2 separate regions of the Mus musculus genome follow, and region 2 is linked to region 1. The links are chromatin contacts, called in public capture Hi-C maps. All regions are on one chromosome and are shown on one strand. The core of a region is the stretch at or near the end of the contact, and the rest is flanking DNA. Distances in the headings are between cores, read along the strand shown.

The links. Capture Hi-C pulls out chosen DNA fragments and counts their contacts.
Region 2: a contact with region 1 is called in a capture Hi-C map of macrophages, with 4 times the contacts expected there. The contact joins the promoter of Zfp326 here to the promoter of Spp1 in region 1. A contact is called at or near these places in 3 of 39 promoter capture datasets (cranial neural crest, embryonic stem cells and pre-B cells) and 3 of 9 other capture datasets (adipose tissue, liver and macrophages).

What each region holds. Positions count from the first base shown.
Region 1 is chr5:104,432,014-104,438,473 of GRCm38.p6, reverse strand. It overlaps Spp1 (secreted phosphoprotein 1), which reads right to left and starts at 3,363. Exons shown (of 7, transcript NM_009263.3): 1 at 3,278-3,363; 2 at 2,032-2,099; 3 at 1,898-1,933; 4 at 739-819; 5 at 207-248. The coding sequence starts at 2,085. RefSeq lists enhancers at 2,476-2,512, 2,262-2,581, 3,393-3,439, 4,057-4,065, 4,070-4,097, promoters at 3,277-4,267, 3,318-4,798, 3,341-6,460 and a cis regulatory region at 4,747-4,761.
Region 2 is chr5:105,873,317-105,879,776 of GRCm38.p6, reverse strand. It overlaps Zfp326 (zinc finger protein 326), which reads right to left and starts at 3,209. Exons shown (of 12, transcript NM_018759.2): 1 at 3,079-3,209; 2 at 984-1,028. The coding sequence starts at 3,094.

The DNA.
Region 1 (6,460 bases), core at 2,114-4,613:
AGGCACGAGTAGGCACTTTCTGTAACACTAAACTTCTCTGAAGAGCCTGTGTATTTTGGTGATGAATGAACACAGAGCCCCTCTAAGCAAGTTTTTGAATGGAGATTTACTTGGATACTTTCTAAGGGACTGACAATCTGAAGAAAATGATGTGGTGGCTTCCTCGGTGTCTCTAAAAATAGGTCTCAGTGAATGTGAGAACTTACTTCTTGCTTAAAGTCATCCTTTTCTTCAGAGGACACAGCATTCTGAAAAAAGGAAGGTCACATATCAGTACACAACATACATGATCAGTTGCTTAATTCTAAAGTTACCCTTTTCATCCTAATGCAGGTGTCATGTTTCAGCCTGCCAGATGATACAATAGATACAAAGGCTACAATGGATGCAAACTATCCATTGGTCCTCTAGACACTCACTTCTAAGCAAGAAGCTCCGGCTACCTAGCCTGTGTGGCTTGATTAGTAGCTGCTCATTAGCAGTTTAGGGTTTTGTTCATTTATTGTTTGTTTACTTTAATTTTTGTGTGTAACTGTTTTGCTTGCATGCGTAGTAGTGTTCCATGTATCTGCCGAGCCCCAAGGAGATCAGAGGACTACAACAGACCCCTGGAATGGAGTTAAAGAAGAATGTGAACTGATATCTAGGTTCTGGGAACTGAACCTGGGTCCTCTGTAAGAACAGCTCTGCCATCAATCCAGCCCAGCTGTTCAGTTTTGAGAAATTAAAACACAATACCTGTGGCGCAAGGAGATTCTGCTTCTGAGATGGGTCAGGCACCAGCCATGTGGCTATAGGATCTGGGTGCAGGCTGTAAAGCTATTTCAAAAAAAAAAAAAAAAGTATGCATTTGCTATTATTAAAAAAAGAAACACAGAGCTCTGTAAGCCATAACCTTAACATGAACAACGAGTGCTTATCTTTAGGAGTATATTCTTAAAGGCTTTTTAAATATTTTCTTCTGCTCCTACATCGCTGAAATTCTAGAAAACTGACTTTTGAGCTTTTCGGCTACATCCTAAATCCCATTTGATGACTTATACTGTTACTTCTTTTTAAAATGCATCCTTGTATTTAAAAATATTTCTCTTGTGACATTTTAAAGTACTAGTTATGGTCTCTCTTTCCTGTATGGAAATGTTAATTCTCCCATCTTGTTATTGTAGTTGAGCACCCATGTTCTCCAGACTGTTGGAAGACAGGCAGCCCCACCACCAGCTCACACATTCTGTGCACAAGTGCTTCCCTGACTGTCTTCGCTGAGCAATGAAACTGCAATGACGCTCTACACTTGGACCTGAACTCTGTGTGCCTTTTTGTCCAAGCACAGGGTCTGTGTTACACCAGCATATTCTTACCTATGTGGAGGCACAGGTATGCCAATGCTGCTGGTCTTATGTTGAAACATGTAAAGGTACTGGTTTGGTTTTCATTCTCATTTAGGAAAATGTGATCTAAAGTCAGCTAATAGATCCAAACAGCACAAATGGACTTTTCTTTTCAAGATGGACTTGGATGGTATTGTAAATATCATAGTCATATGATCAGCTCCAGCTGACATCTGAGTGACCTTCTAAAGTCAGCCTGCAGGATTTTCCAAGCATGCTGACTCAGGAAAGAACCAGTCACTCAAGGTCCTGTGACCTGCTTTATGTAAGTAGCAATTGTCTAGAACATGCTTTTATTATATTAAAAATCTAATTATAAGAGAATCTGTTTATTAAAAACAATGGCCGATTTGGTACTGTCTCTGTCTAAAATACATAGTAAGTACTTTGAAATACTCAGGTCTAATTATATAGATGAATAAAATGGCAACAAAAAATTGCTGTTCCTAGCAACCTTTGCGACGCTGGCGAACATTCTTCAGTTAAATGATCAACCCGGAGGTGCTTACCTTCTCCTCTGAGCTGCCAGAATCAGTCACTTTCACCTTTAAAACAGAAAAGTGACAAGGAAATGCGTGTGAGTGTGCTAAAGCTAAAATTCATTTGTTTTCAAGAATTCTCTCTAAGATTCAGCTGTACTCACCGGGAGGGAGGAGGCAATGCCAAACAGGCAAAAGCAAATCACTGCCAATCTCATGGTCGTAGTTAGTCCTGCAACATATTTTATGAGGCACAGTTGATGTCTTGTCAGGTTCAAACACACTCTTGGCACCACTAGATCACCACCAAGTCACCAATAATTTATGGAATCTTTCTACATCTCAGAGAAAATTTCAGTGAGTCAATATTTGTGTGCCTTTTCTACCTCTCCACCTCTCATCCTTAGCAAGGAAAAGGGCAATTTCACAACTCTATTCATCCAAACTTTACGTCTGGAGTCTCAGAGCTTATGCCCCCACTATCTGATGTCTCTAGAGCTCCACACCAAGATTTGTTTCACAGTAATCGAGTAATTAAAGCAACGAACTACCATGAGAGTACTTTCTGCAAGGAAGAAAAAGAGAAAATAGAATGATAAAAGAAAATTGCTTTTTCCATTTGCATTTCAAATGTGATTTTAACTTACATTATACAAAGCTGAAAGAAACAAAGATATCTTTGAATTTGAGTAAGATGTTCTATTTGGACTAATAATAATAATAATAACAACAACAATAATAATAATAATAAAAATAAAACACTGAGAGCAGGCAACAGCTTTTCTGTGCATGTTGATGAGTCTGTGTTATCACACAGGGACCTTAGTGAAAACTGTAAAAGCCAAGTGCAGAAGCGAGAAATTAAGGAAGGTTCTCTTTTGAAGTGAGACAGTTTTCTAAAAATAACTGTATCTGGTTTATATTAATATAGAGGATCCTCCTTTACTGGTCTCCACAGTCATCCAGCCACTTTAAAATGATGCAGACATTTGTTCCAAAGATACATAGAACTTTACAATGTGTGTGTGACAGGAGAGAGAGGGAGAGAGGGAGAGAGGGAGAGAGAGAGAGAGGAGGGAGAGAGAGAGGAAGAGAGAGGAGGGAGAGAGAGAGGAGGGAGAGAGGGAGAGAGAGGAAGAGAGAGAGGGAGAGAAAGAGAGAAAGAGAGAGAGAGATTACTAGCAGATCTCTCTCTCTCCTTTAGAGGACCAACTAGATTTATTTTAACTTCTACATCCAACTGGCTTTGAAAATACCGGGAAACCTGCAATGTACCTGACCAGCTTATTCAAAAAGACCAGAACAGCACGAGTCTGACTAACAAATACGACTGTTGAAAGAATGTTCTCTGGACTCACCCTCAGAATTCAGCCAGGAGAACTGCAGCCTCATGGGCCACTGCAGGCTTACCTTGGCTGGTTTCCTCCGAGAATGCCTGCCGCAGAAGACTGCAAACCCAAGCAAGGATGCTTCTTCAGTGTGAGCTGCTGGTGGCTCAGACCTCCCAGAATTTAAATGCTGGTCCAGACAGTCTCCACCAATCAGGAGGTGGAGTGATGTGTCATGAGGTTTTTGCCACTACCCGGCCCACCTGCTCCTACACTTCCTCCTCTGGTTTTGTGGTTAAAAAAAAAAAAAAGGAAGAAAAGGAAACACACACAAAGCATTACTGATGAACGATGTCATTAACTACCCTTTTCATTTATAGACTGCATTTAGAATCCCGGAAGAGCATCAGGGATCCATAAGGAAAGGAAGAGTAGATCACCCTCACAGAGACTTTGTTTATAGTTACTGAATTAGTAGAAAAACATCAATGGGGATGAAAGGTATGGATTCTCCTATCTAAGTTACAGATAAAGGCCACATGGATACACAATTTGATTCTCTCAGACTTACTTAAATCTAGAAAACTGCTGTCTCGGCAGAACTTTCAGACCCTCCCTTTTGCCTTTGTATTCGGTAGCTTAGGTTGGCCGGGCCACAGTGGCTCTGTTTTGTACTCCGGAAGATCACCATGAATTTGAGGCTAGCCTCGGCTCCATACTGTGTTCCAGGTCAGTTGGGGCAACAGAAAGTGAGACCCTCTCACAAAAGAAACAAAACCTCACAACAAAACGAAACAAAGTAACAACTCAGTTTTGACACTTGAGCTATGCAGCCGCTTGCTCTTTGTGCAAACCACACAGTGACCCTGAATTCCTCTCCTGCCTCCACTGACCTTTAGAGACGTGAACCTCGTGAACCTTGTTGCTCTGTTGGAGCAGCTGGGAGTGATGGTTCTGATGCTATCTAAACTATAATGGCCATATAGAGCAGAAGAGGTGGTTACTCCAGATAGAGCCCGCCTAAGCAAGCAGTTTGTGAGACTGGAATGCTTGCTGGGTGGGGAAGCTGCAGGAGCCAGACTGCCTTTCAGTCCTTCTGTAAGCAGTGCCAGGTGTGACCTTGGGCAAGTCACTTAGTCTATCTACAGGACAATGGATTAGTGTAAGTGCAGTTGATAGCACTTCACATTTTGCAATGCTCCTTCCCCCACATGTTAAAGAACGTGTATATTTTAACTATTACAGAAATCTTCAGCAGAGGCAAGGAGCTGAAATTTGTAATGCCTTTGAATTGATCTTTAAGCTGTACACGTTAAAGGGTTCTCTGAATATTTTTTTAAAGACACAGCTTATATTTCTGAATTATCTTTTTTGAGTTTTATTTCCTGGAATATATAAGGTTGGCTACTTAAAAAGATTTTAAAATTTGTATTAACAAAACGTTACTGAATAGTTAAGAGGTATTCAAATGAGATAAAATTATAGGTGAAGCAGACTTCTTTAAATATTTAATACTGCCCTGCAGTTACTTCCTTTCTTTTCCCGAAATGGAGAACACAGGCTTATTACCTTACATCTCCAATGTAAGAGGCATGCAGAAATTGAGATTAAAGTTAAGTCAAACCTTTGTTGTATTAGATATTAGTGCTACTTGCCAAACCCTGCTTTTAATATGAATATAGGTTAAGTAATCTTCTACAGAGTTAGAGTAAGTAGCACAAAACTGTTTTGAGCATTTGGGTTATCTCTTGATAGATGTGTTCTAAATGAATTAATATTATTACTTTGAAGGTCCTTAGCACACACTTTATTAAGATGACTCCTATGACTATCAAATATAAATCACACAGGTTTTTAACGTTGTAAAAACAGACTCCTTATTTCTTTTAAAAGAAAAAAACCTAACAACAAGCGTTTTTGCCCTTTAAGCACAACACCCACTGGAGTTTGTGTTTTCAGTGTTGTTCAGGGAAATTCCACAAATCCTAAGGCAGCAAGCCGTCCACAGGGTTTCACTGCAGTTTACTCTGCGCCCACAGGAATGATTCAACACGAATTAGGGAGGTATAGGAATAGATTTTGCTGGAGCTGCGCCACCTCGAGCTGAACCATATGACCCCTCCAGGACTCCTTTTCATTCTAACTCCCAAGTGCCACACGATGGCAGCATTTCTAGAAAGGGCAACAGACAGCCCTCAAAGGCTTCGAAGATTTTCTGAATGCATCCTTAGAGGCCGACTGTATGCACCCTGTTTCCCAGAATGCCGAGTAAGGAAGTATTTCTCAGCAATGACCCAGTTGGCAACCAGGGCCAGGGACCCTGAGAACCGAAGCACCTCTGTCCCGCTCTGTTGATGCCTTCAGCAATCCCATTGCGACAGGACTGTCTGCTTCCCTCTTCCTACACTCATACCAGCGACCTTGAGGATGAGGCTTTGCACTGGGAGCAATTCTGCAAAGCAGAGGACAAAACGCTCTTCTAACTCGAGGAGGCACGCGCTTTTGCTTTCCGAATCCAACTATGCTGCTGACATTTTCCCTGAGTGGGAATTTGTAGTTGTTTAGAATTCACACATTAAACAATTTAAATGCAGCACTGTTAGTTAGCTCTTGTATTTCTAAGTCTCAGGCTCAGCTAACAGTTGGTAGATAGGAGCAAGAGTTTAAAATGCCCAAATTCTTTGTAAATCTTGTCAGTGGAAATAAAGAAGTTTAGTTGCAAAGGGTAATTTGTGATCTTAAAATGTAAATACTGTAAGAAGTTAGATAGAAACATAAAGAATATTGTTGTTCTCTTGTTTACATAAAAATTCCCACATCACTGGAAAAGTTAAATGCTTAATGCCACTTAAGTTGACATTCACCTTATCTGGAAGTTTGTAATAGTACAGTTGTAATAGTACAGCTTTCTCAGTTACATATATTCATTTTGTCCCCAAATAAAGATTCAGATGTCTTGGAATTGTCTTGCCAGCATAACTAACCTGTCAGGAGTTTAGTCTATGGAAAGGAGACATTATTCACTAAAGGGTGAGATTTTTAGATTCAGACATGAAAATAGTATTAAGAAATAATATAAATTCTTTTATCCCATTGTTAAATGCCATAGACAACAAAATCCACCTCCGAGAAGGTGGTCATATAGAAGGTGGTCGTATAGAAGTTGGTCTTATCTTATAGAAGGTGGTCTTACATGAGTAATCATTAATTTTAAACTAAAACAAATGAAAAAAATTGACCTTAAAGCCCAGGATATGTTACAGAG
Region 2 (6,460 bases), core at 1,960-4,459, 1.4 Mb before region 1:
TGTGTAACCCAGCGCCAGGGGATCCCGCACCTTCTTCTGGAGTGCAACAGCACTGCACTGCACACACATGGCATACACACAGAAAAGCAGGCGTGCACGTGTGCGCACACACAAACATTTTTAATGGCACAGACTTTAGTAGTGCACTTGCTTTGGTTTCATGAATATGTATTTGATACAATAGCCGGATTTTGCACTTGTCTGGTAGTCAAAGATATTTACCACTCCCTCATGTCTTTCAGGCAATGTTTTGTTTTTCTAACCTCCGAATTATTCTGTGCTTCCTTTTTCTGTTATCATCTTAGGCCTTAACACTAATAACTATCAAAACAATATGCATGGTATTCTGCATATTTCTTACAACTACTGCTAATCACAAGCCAACATCAGGCTTTTGTTAACAAGTATCCAAGGCTCTTTATGTTTTCCTTTGATGGTCAGAGAAAAATGGCCTCAAAAACAAAGCCAACACATTTTACAACAAAAGTTGCATAGAACCAAGATAAAAATCTACTTAAATCTATGTAACTGAACATCAATGTCTTGTCAACAAAAGTAATTCAGCCAGTTTCGTGAAAATCAATCACTGAGAAAGTGGTAACAGATAAATAAAAGAATTCTAAGTAAAATAAAACAGATACAAAGTCCAAGTAATCTAACTTCTTGTTCTGACCCCAAGTTCAAATATTATACACAGAACTGGAGATATCACTGTGGCAGAATAATTGGATGGAATTTATGAGATTTCTAGAAAGTCTACATGTACACTTTCTCACACACACACACACACACACACACCATAAAAACAAACACGATATATAGTATGACATTAACACTGAGATTTATAAATCAAGAGTGAGAAGAATATCTGAAACAAAGTGGGCAGGCTTCCTGCATTAATACCTGTGTTTCTATAGATATGAAGAGAATACCAAACTATATCCCCTCAACAAAATTAAAAGGAAATGCAAGAGGACACTCACCGTTAAAGTCCTGGTAAGCACCCCTGCAAGTAGAGTGCACGTAATCTACGAAGACACATAAACAACAAGGAGTTAGTGTGATGTGAGCAAAAGCCCAGACTCTCATCTACTCAGGCATTAAATTAATTACCAAAAAAACTGGGATGCAAATAATTACAAGCATCCACTTGAGGAAGCACATCACCCTTTCACTGCCTAATGGCAATGTAAAAACTATTTAATGTCCATATTTGTAACTGCCAAAAGAGGAGACCCAGTATTAATTTAACTTACACAAAGCAAAGGTAAAACGATTTTTCAAAAACGGTGATGGATGTGAAACTTGGTCTTGTGGAATACAAATGTTTCAAGGTCAGTATTTGTTTTACCACTTCATCTGTTCTCTCTAAATACTTTAGAAGCCTGTCTAAAAAACACATATGCATATATGTATGAGCGTGGGCTGTATCCATCCAGGCATAATGTTAAAGCCTTTATTTAACTCTACAAATAAAGACTGGAAGAACGGAATTGAATATGGAGCTTCTAGATATAACTGAACCCTGGCACATGACAGGATCAGAGTCAGATACACTCAAATCTACAGCCCAACTGCAGCATTGGTGGCTACGGATGGGCTGTTAAGAGATTATTTATCTCTAACATTGTTCATTATTTTTATCATAAGTATAATGAAAGCAAATACTCCAAATCTGACCGCTATTTTTCAATCCTCTACAGAAAATGGATTTCCTTACTGACTGACTCCTCCCACTCTGCACACACTACAAGGTTAACTTCTGGCACACCACATAGGTTGGTAGTGTCATCAAACTTTGGTCTAAAACATACTTTTTCTCTTCAATGTCAACTCTGACTAGTGCACATAGTAGTAATTTAGAGTCACCTATATCAGAATGAGTCACTGTCCAACCCCGAAGCACAAGCAGGACGGTATGCTATCCTGAAGAGCTGAACTATATTTCAAAGCAACCGAAAAGTACTCCGAAAAGGGTGATTCTTTTTCCTATATTTACACTTGACAGCCTCAACCTCTTGTAGCAAATCAAAAATCAAAAGCTCATGCAATACGACCTACGCCAAAAAAGCACACCTCATTCAATGTCAAAGCCCATTTCTGGTGGAGGCAGAGGCTTCCTTCACAAGAAATGAACCGGTTTTATTTAGAAATACCTAGTTCCTCGAGATTACACCCAGTTTAATCCTACAAACTGTTCCTCGGCTCCCTAACACTATCACTACTGTTGATCACTTTATCTTGACACTGATTCCTATAAAAGTTGAGCAAGGTTTGAAGATACCAAATTAACTGTACTTCACGGCCAGGGAAAGCTGAAAAGCAACGTTACAATTCGGTTTATTTAACCAGCAAGTCCAACACGGGCTGCTGTGCACCGATCTAGCTGAACGTGAAGGGCATCTGGGGCTTGCTGTGCCAGAATTCTAACTTAGGTAGCATTCATACACAAGCCCCACCACTACCACCCCTAAAAACAAAAATAATAATGATAATGCACTGGGTCACGGAGCTGTTTCAGACGCGGTATTCACTAGCAGGTAACCTGGGTGAGATATTAGACAGCTCGGTCGGCTACGTGGTAATAACTTGCAGATTCTGGTTCTGGGGGAACCGAAGCCCATCTCGATGGAACGCCTAGAGACGCCCTTTATACTCCTCTCACACGGAGAAGCATCGCACGAGCCCGAGGCAGCCTGTGTCGAGCAAGATTCCAGAGCCCGGGGCGACACGGTGAGGACCGGCTCCACCCGCCACCGGGTCGCTGCCCCGAGGGCCCCGTGGGCCCCGTGGGCCCGGTCGCCGCTCGGCGAGGCCAGGAAGTTGCAGGCGGCCGCGGACGAGGCCCCGAGGCTCGCAGCTAGGCCGACCCCCTAGACAGCAGGGCCCCGGGCCGGCCGCACCCCCACGTGGGGCTCCCGGACCACAGGGCTCCGGGCCGGGCCCGCGGTCGCTGCGCGGCCCACAGAACAAAGCCACACGGCCATCTTGAGGCGGTAAACAGACCCCCGGCGCAGGCCGCCCGCCGCCCTCCCTCCCGCCCGCCCGCCACGGCGGCCCGCCCCGCGCGCCGCTCACCGTCCTCGAAGTCCATGCTCGACGCCGCGGGGCTGACGGTCTCCGCGCTGCGCTCGCTGTGGCCCGCGGCAAGAGCCCGCGATACGGCAGTGTCCACACGACCGGCCCGCGCGACCGACAGCGGCGCTACTAGCCGGGAAGCCGCAGGCCACAGCGAGGCTGGGGGCGGGGTCGGGCGGGCCTGCCAGTCGTCGCAGCACCGCCTCCGATTGGCCGACGCGGGGTGGTGGGCGGGTCTCGCGAGGGGGGCGGGAAGCGAGGCAGTTGTCAGGCTCCTGGGTCCTGACCCTGGGGATCGCGGGGGACGGAAGGTGAAACGGGAGTGCGGAAGGCTGGAGAGGGATGTTCTGGAAGGACTCCGGTTGGCCGGCCATGTTGGAGCCTGGCAAGAGCAACCGGGTCCAGGAGGGAGTGCCTTTCTCTTGCAGAAACTCATTAAATGACATGGCGACCTTTGGCTACTGTTGGCTGAAGGAGTGAGGAGGAGAGATTTTTTTCACTACTTATGGAGTTCCTTCCTCTGACACACAGAAGTGTGGGGCGTGCACAGGAACCCTGATTGCCAAATAGGACAGGATCATAAGACTATCCCAAGACAGGCTGCTAGCCACTGCTGGGTTGAAGGTAGTAAAGCAACTGTGAAAGTTCACAGATGGGAAAGATTTGGCAGGAAGAAAGTAGTCCACCGTTCAGCTCGAAGGGGAGAGGGAGGGAGGGGGAGGAAGAGATTATTCCACTTTTAAAATTGTGTTGGAGCAGATGCAAAGGTATTCACTCAGGAACACTATGGGAAGACTCTTGTGGACTTGAACCACAGTTTTAAATAATTTTCTCTCTGTCCTCACAGAGCAAATGGCATTAACAACAAATTGGTTACCTAGATAGGAAGCCAGACATCAATTCTTTGCACTCAATTTGCTAGACTCAGTTCGGAGGAAGCCGGAAATAAAACTGGAAGCACAGGGAGGTATACCACAGTAGCCCCAAATCTGGGCACGGCTTTGTGTCCTCCTGCTCATCTCTTCCTCCTCCACCCTCCCTGACTCATCCTGTTCTCCACCCTTTCCCAATTCCTTCTCTTCTCCCCTCCCACACATGTTTTCTGTTCACCTGGGCTGAAAGCTGAACTCACAATTTCCCTTCTCAGACCTGCTTATCCTCGTGTATTCTCTTGGCTGTTCACGGGGCGGTGAGCAAACCGCCCACTAATCCCAGCCAGAAGGCTGACTCGGTCCAGTCCACTCGAGACTAGCTCACCGCTCTTTCAGCCTCCTACTTCCAATCCACACACTTTTGTATCTGCTTACCCCACCTAAGATATCTTAGGTCGGCCCCACCCTTTCCATTTTCGTGGCCACTACCTGAGTTAGGATACTCACTGTCTCCCTGCAAAACTCTTGCTTATACAGGGCTGGAGAGATGCCTCAGTGGTTAAGATCACTGACTGCTCTTCTACAGAGGTCTTGAGTTCAATTCCCAACAACCACAAAGAGATTCACAGCCATCTGTAATGGGGTCCGATGCCAACTGGTCATGTCATTCCCACATTAAGGCTCTGAGTAGATCTGTCCAATGCTGCCTAACATAGAACACAAACAAAAGGTAGAGATACTGCCTGACCCTTGCCCTCTCCCTGTATTCCCCTTCCTCTCACCCTGTTCTGTCTCTGTCTCTGTCTCTGTCTCTGTCTCTCTCTCTCTCTCTCTCTCTTTCGTCTTTATAAAGACTTTTTTTAAAGATTTATTTATTATATGTAAGTACACTGTTGCTGTCTTCAGACACACCAGAAGAGAGCATCAGATCCCATTTACAGATGGTTGTGAGCCACCATGTGGTTTGCTGGGAATAGAACTCAGAACCTCAGGTAGAGCACTTTAACACACACACCCCCTTCTATCCCACCACCCACCAGAGGTAGTGGGAAAGAAAGGATAAGGGGGAAGTGGACCTGCTTAGAAAGGTTCTTTGGAGCCACTCTCGCCTGTGTTGTCTGGAAACAGGCAGTTCAGTTCAGCAGCGGCAGCTCGACCCCCTGGCGAACACTTCACAGATACACCAGCGAGGTGTCCTCTCATGAGCGTCACAGATACACCAGCGAGGTGTCCTTTCATGAGCGTGCTTTGACAGAAGATCCTTTCACCTGTGTCCACTTCAGCGAAACACACCTTCACATGTTTGTCCCCGGCCAAACACCATCCAGCTTTCCAAAGAACGCTTTCATTCCCACTTCAATTATGGATATGCATTGTCTGTGTGAGGGTATGTGCACGATCGTGGGTGCCTGTGGAGGCCAGAAGAGGGCATCGGACCCTCTGCAGCTGAAGTGACAGGGCACGGTAATTTCATGGACATGGGTGTTAGAACCTGAGTTCAGCTTCTCTGAAAGGGCAGCAAGTGCTATCAAACACAGAGCCATTTCTCCAGCCCACTCTCCCCATTTGGGCTGCCAGCTTCAGACGCCGAGTTCTCCAAACAGCCCTGTGCTTTAATGTGACTCCTGACCTTTGTATTAGCCCCTGAGCAGCCTCAGAACATAACCCAGATTTACTTTTATTTAAAAACAGCAACAGCATTCTCAGGTCACATTCCCGTGTTCCAAACTTGCACTTCTCAGGTATGTATACCTGAGAACATGACTCAAAGACTTATTAAAACAGGTTCACAGACAGTCTCGCTAGTTGGAGGCCAAGAATGTCCATCCTTACAAACCTCTGAGGGCAGCAGCAGCTGCTAAACCACACCCTAAGGAGCAAGGCCTGGGAGCACTGTCTCACCCACAACCTTGGCTTCGAGCCCTCTTCATTTAAAGCTCTTTGCTATCATAAGGTCTTCTTTGTCCCCCTTGCTGTTAAGAGCATTTGTTTACCAAGTCAAACTCTCCCTAGTGGGTTTTAATGCTTCACTTGTTATCATTTTTCTCCCAATTTACCTTCTGACAAAGGAATGATTCTGTAACCTGAGGTTCTAAGACCTTACCATGACTGAAAGGGAATGAACTAGAGTCACTATATTTTCTCTCCCTGTCCCTGTCCCTGTCCCTCTCCCGTCTCCCTCTCCTTATCCCCTCCCCTCTCACTCACTCTCCTTCTCTCTCCACCCTCTCTCTCTGCCACTATATTCTTTCTCTCTCTCTCTTCCTCTCTCTCTCTCTCTCTCTCTCTCTCTCTCTCTCTCTCGTGTGTGTGTGTGTGTGTGTGTGTGTGTGTGTGTGTGTGTGTGTGTGACTACATCCCCCCCTCCACCTTGCCTTCCCTCCCCTGGAAGAAAAAATGGCCAAGCAAGTTGCTGCTAACTCAGAAGAAACCTAGTCTCAAAGATGTACTGAGAGCCAGCACACACACACACACACACACACACACACACACCTCTTCCCCCAACCTTC